Linked DNA regions of Rattus norvegicus: region 1 is linked to region 2. The links are chromatin contacts, called in public Hi-C maps. All regions are on one chromosome and are shown on one strand. The core of a region is the stretch at or near the end of the contact, and the rest is flanking DNA. Distances in the headings are between cores, read along the strand shown.

Region 1 (3,053 bases), core at 385-2,884, 140 kb after region 2:
ATGAACTCCAGTCCTTCAATAGGAATCTCTTTCTCCTTGATTGCTTTCTGAAGGAGGAAGAAAATGTACTATAAGTCCACGGAAGCTTGCAGTCCATGTTTTGTAACTGAAGTATAATGGTACAGAGGTAAACCAGACTGAACTGGAATGGCTTGAAACCCACAATACAAGGGGCACCCTTTATTTGAGACAAGGTTTCATTGTGTAGCCCCGGGTAGTCTAGAACTCACATCTGCCTGCCTCTGAGTCATGGGATTAAAAGTGAGTACCTCTAGCACTGGTTTACCAAGCAGCACCGACGTGCAGACTGTCATGTAAGTCCTGTGTGGTATGCACGCCTGCTCTTGGGAAGGTCAGTTCAGGTACCTATCTCTATCTTAGTGACAGTGTTTAATATGAATCTCAGTTTAAGCGGCTATGTGACCTTGAGTCACCTTCACTGTCTGAGAACTGGCTAAAGGTAGCTTCTGGAATCCAGGGGATGGTTTTAGGTTAGAAGTGCTGATTTGAGGGCTGGAGGGATGGCTCAGTGGTTAAGAGCACTGACTGCTCTTCCAGAGGTCCTGAGTTCAATTCCCAGCAACCACATGGTGGCTCACAACCATCTCTAATAGGATCCGATGTCCTCTTCTGGTGTGTCTGAAAACAGCTTCAATGTACTCATATAAATAAAAATAAATAAATCTTTAAAAAAAAAAAGTGCTGGCCTGAAATCAAACCTTATTGGTACAACAGGTGGAGGAAAAACAGAGCAACGAAGAGATCGTAACAAAACGGGACCTCTGCAATTCCTTAGCAGTCTAAAACATACGGTAAACACATCCACTCTTAACAGTGAAATGACACCACCAAAATAATCGAGGTCACCAGACTCCAGTGCCTTTGAACAATCACTTCCTATTTCTGAGTACGAGTTTTTCCATGTGTAAAGTATAGATAACAGAACGTCTTGTCACCAAGCCTGGTGTCCTGAACTTTATCCCCAGAACCCACATAAATGTGAAAGGAGAAAACTGACTCCGTTAGTTGTCTCCGACATTATCCCGGACGGGAACACATATCCCGGACGGGAACACATACATTTTTTTCCGCCCAGAGACGGAGTTTTTCCGTGTAGTCCTGGCTGTCGTGGAACTCAACTCTGTAAACCAGGGTGGCCTCTTACTCAAGAGACCCGCCTGCCTCTGCCTCCTGTGTGCTAGGATATTAAAGGTGTGCGCGATCACCGCCCCGGCCACGGCAATTTTTAAAGATACGAATAATTATGACTACTTGCAAGGTTGGAATAAGTACCAAACAAATGAGCAACAACAACAAAATACTAATGTACTATGTAAAAAGCAAAGCACCGCGAAAACATCCCAGTGTATCAAGCGGCGACACCCAAGCAATTTCGGTGGGATGGCGGAGAAGAGGGCTGCTGCAGCCCTGCGGCTGGTCCGGGCGAAGCTCACCTGGACACACTGTTGGTAGCGTTTGAAGAGGTCGGTGCACGGGTCCCCCGAGCCGTCTCCTTTGAGAAACTTCTCAGCAAACCAGCGGTTAAAGCATTGGTCGTACTCGCGCTTCATGTCAGTGCAAGCCTCCCCGACGCTGTTCATGGCGACCGCAGCTGCAGTGACGGCGACGCACTCTAATGTCGTCACGCGCGCGCACGTCGCCCCACCGTTTGTCGCTACGGAGGCCGAGAAGCAAAGATGTGGGCACAGGCGGCGAGGGTGCAATTTCGGGCTCCTCTGGACCGGGGCCGAAGTTTTGCTTCCAAAGTGGGTCCACGCGGAAAGGTCCAGGCGGCGGACCCGAAGACCCAGGCTCCACGCCTAGTCCCGGAGGGCACCGATCGCGTGTCCGCCGCGGTAGTCGAGCATCTGGAGCGGCTGGCACTGGTGAACTTCAGCAGCCGCGAGGCGGTGGACCGGCTAGAGAAAGCCGTGGCCTTTGCCGACCAGCTGCACGCCGTGGACACCGACGGGGTGGAGCCCCTGGAGTCGGTTCTGGAGGACAGGTAAGCTCCCGGCTGCGGCCTCGGCGTCTTGACTCGGGCACCTTGGAGGCTGTTTCAGATTCTTTGCATAATTGGAAATTTGTCAGGTCACCGCGAGGATGGCTTCACTCTTCCCCTAGTTCATTATAGATCCTGTCACTCCCGTTTAGAATCCTCTAGTCTTCCCAGTCTCGATGTAAATAGGAACAAAGTCCGAAAATCCCCTACTTCATAGAGCCCCTACCACCCTCTCGGGTGTACTGTTCCTTCAGGACCCGCCTCCAGCCTGTACCGGCTTACTAACCACGTTCATTCCCTCTAAGGTGTTTTCACTTGCCTACCTGAGCATCAGATTAAATAGCTGAAGAAATATATATATATATTTACACATATATACATATATATATTTATATATATATACATACATACATACATATACATATATGTATGTACGTATGTATCTTCAAATCAGTTTTATGCTAATATGGGACATCCAAATAACAAGTTATGCTTCACCTGTTTTTGGAGATAGAATCTGGCTGTTTCATCAGTGCTAATTATAAGCCTGTATTACCCACGTAGCATCAGTTTCAGGAAATCGGTGAAATGCTTTGCGAAGTTTAAATCGTGTTAGTCACCTGTTCTTCTCACCTTCCAGTCTGATTCCTTCCGGTCTTTGATCTGATGCTCAGATGCAGAGAAGTTATCACTATTTGCCTAACATTACCCCGCACCTCATTACCCAGTACTTCGCAGCGGTTGACCTGATGTCATTTCCCCATCCAAGATCTTCAGAAGATGTGGCACTGCTCCTGAAGCCAAAAAAAGTTTGCTTGAGGCCTGCAGGCTCTTGGTTGTCAGTCTCTGCCCATCTCTCCAAGCCAGCACTGTCATGCTTTCAGCTTCCAGAGTTCTCCCTCCGTTACTTTTTTCCCCACAATTTTCAGTCCTTGCTTTTACCAGCTCCTTATCCCACCTACTTTTCTCCTACTAATTCTCCTTTCTTTTTTTTTTTTTTGGTTCTTTTTTTCGGAGCTGGGGACCTAACCCAGGGCCTTGCGCTTCCTAG
Region 2 (2,897 bases), core at 191-2,690:
TCCTCTTGCTTGGGCTGCAGTTCTGAACCTCGGGGCCATCTCTCTAGCACCCATGATCTATTGTTTTTTAGAATCAAAATAGTGTGTGTGCATGTGGGCCAAATACGAGCTGGTGCTCTCCTCCCACACTTGTGTGAGTCCCAGGGATCAGAGTTGTGCTGTCAAGCTGGTGGCAAGGGCCCCTGTCAATATTTAACCTATGGTAGGAAATTTAAGCACTGTGCAGTGGAAGGGAACATAGGTACTTAAGAGGAAATCAAGTCCAATCTGCCGACGTGGTGGCACACACTGTTAGCCCATGTTCTAGGGAGGCGGAGGTGGGAGAATCTCCATGAGTTCCAGGCCAGCCAAGGCTACGTAGTGAGAACCTGTCTCAAAAAATTAAAACAAAAACAGAAGTGGGGGGAGGGGGAGGACCAATTATTTATTATTAAAGGGGTCAGACTACACAGCGAAACCCTGTCTCAAAAAAACAAAAACAGAAAGGGTCTTTTGGGGAGCGGGTCGGGAGCTGGCTCACTGGTTAAGTGCATTGTTTGCAGAGGACTCAGATTCCGTCCCACATGGCAGTTCACAACCGGCTGCCACTCAAGTTCCAGGGGAGCTGACGCCCTCTTCTGGCCTTCTGGAGCTCCTGTATGCTTGTTGGCAAAAACATTAAAAAAAATTTTTTTTTTAAATCTATTTTAAAAAGCGTCTATGGTGGAGAAATGCCCACTAGTATGAACTCAGGCCTACCCTGGGCTAGGCTAACGTGCTACCACTGAGCTATATAGCCCCAGCCCTATTACAGTATTATTTAGAGACCGAGGTCTCACTAAATCACCCAGTCTGGTCTTGAACTCGTGATTCTTCCGCTTCAGCCTACTGAGTAGCAGAGATTGTTGTCCCCTGCTACCAGTGAAAGTTTCTTGAAGACAGCGAATTCCTAAATTAGGGCTGTTTGGATCCTATTTTGCACGCCGGGCATGGGGAATATTAACCACTTCTTTGCGGGCCATGGTGGCAGAGAAGCCTCTAATCCCAGGGTATGTGAGGTGGAGCCAGGAGGATCAGGAATTTGGAGTCGGACTAGGCTACGTGAGACCTTCTCTCCAGCAAGCAACACAACCCAGAAAAAACGAACGAACGAACGAACGAACGAACGAACGAACGAACGAACGAACGAACGAACGAACGAACGAACGAACGAACGAACGAACGAACGAACGAACGAACGAACGAACGAACGAACGAACGAACGAACACACAAAAACCTCAAAAGGCAATAACTGCCTCAGGTGTCAGCAGCACACCGGAAACCTAAACTGAGCTGAACAGGAAAGACAATCGGAAGACCGTGGTGGAGCGGCGTAGAACCTTGGCGTGGGAGACACGTAGGGTTCTGGGACTTGTAGTTTTTTCCGTTATATCGGGTTCGTGGACTACACTTCCCAAGATGCACATGTAAGAAGCTAGTCCCACTGTTGGGTGAGAAGGTAAGTGTTCAGATCCGGCTGTAGGTTTCCCGCTGAGCATTCTTACAAGGGATTCTATTTGTCCTCTTTTTTCTCGAGGGGACACGGAGGATTTGTCCCAGCAAAACCCGACGGTTTAGCCGTTCACATGTAGCTGGAGAATGTCATGGAGAAAGCAGAGTCCTGAGCTCATGGGTAGAAAAGGAAGCCAAGCCTAAAATGTGTGCCTGTCACTATATAACTCCTGCATTATATCAAAGACTGGTCAAAGGTTTGTCTTTACGACTAGAAAACCAGGAAAGTGTGTGTGCCTTGTCTTTTTCTGTATCCAAATAGCAGAATTTACAATGCAGGGTAAACAGTGATTACCTAGCGTCCCAGAGGTCCTGGTTTTGGTACCCAGCACCTTGTAGAAAAAAAAAAAAAATCAACAAACAAACCTGGAATATCAAATTCAAATATCAAATATCTCATGGAGGGAAAAAAAAATCCACCCGATTTAAACCAAGAAGAGTTATAGAACAAATAGTGCCTCGAGGAATAATATTAACAAAAATATAAATATTACTATGACATAAGTTTACATTAGTAACAGGTGAAGAACAATGGCCTATTAAAAGTTTGCTGAGGGGGTTGGGGATTTAGCTCAGTGGTAGAGCGCTTGCCTAGCAAGCGCAAGGCCCTGGGTTCGGTCCCCAGCTCCGAAAAAAAAGAAAAGAAAAGGAAAAAAAAAAAGTTTGCTGAGATGACTCAGCGGTTAAGAACACCCGCTGCTCTTCCAAATGTCCTGAGTTCAACTCTCAACAACCACACGGTGGCTCACAACCATCTACGATGAGTTCCAATGCCCTCTTCTGGGGTGCAGGTGTACATGTGGGTAGAGCATTCATATACACAAAAATAAACTTAAAAATTGTTTTGTTTTGTTTTTTAAGATTTATTCTTATTATATATAAGTACACTGTAGCTGTCTCCAGATACACCAGAAGAGGGCATCAGATCTCTTTACAGATGGCTGTGATCCACCATGTGGTTGCTGGGAATTGAACTCAGGACCTCTGGAAGAGCAGTCGGGTACTCTTAACCGCTGAGCCATCTCTCCAGCCCCCTTGTTTTTTTTTGTTTTTGTTTTTTTTTTTGTTTTGTTTTTCTTTTTTTTTTTTTCGGAGCTGGGGACCGAACCCAGGGCCTTGCGCTTCCTAGGTAAGTGCTCTACCACTGAGCTAAATCCCTAACCCCAAAAATTGTTTTAAGTATGTAATTTTTTAAAATTAAATTTTATTTTACGTGTTTGGGCATTTTACCCACACACTTACTTGGGCACCACTTTTCCTCCCGATGATTGCAGAGTCCAGAAGAGGGCCTGAAACTGGAATTAAAGATGGTCTTAAGCCACCACTGTAGGTGTTAATTGAACCCAGCACCTGGTCTTCTGGAAGA

The links. A called contact is a pair of places that touch in the nucleus more often than the background predicts.
Region 1: a contact with region 2 is called in a Hi-C map of hepatocytes, with 2.4 times the contacts expected there. The contact joins the promoter of Triap1 here to the promoter of Sirt4 in region 2. A contact is called at or near these places in 1 of 12 Hi-C or Micro-C datasets (hepatocytes) and 1 of 1 datasets of contacts at active chromatin or transcription factors (oligodendrocytes).

The regions. Positions count from the first base shown.
Region 1 is chr12:46,929,132-46,932,184 of GRCr8, forward strand. Triap1 (TP53 regulated inhibitor of apoptosis 1) reads right to left here and starts at 1,635. Exons shown (of 2, transcript NM_001126099.1): 1 at 1,455-1,635; 2 at 1-47. The coding sequence starts at 1,601. It overlaps Gatc (glutamyl-tRNA amidotransferase subunit C), which reads left to right and starts at 1,689. Exons shown (of 3, transcript NM_001108339.1): 1 at 1,689-2,005. The coding sequence starts at 1,698.
Region 2 is chr12:46,790,490-46,793,386 of GRCr8, forward strand. It overlaps Sirt4 (sirtuin 4), which reads left to right and starts at 1,441. Exons shown (of 5, transcript NM_001107147.2): 1 at 1,441-1,478; 2 at 2,806-2,897.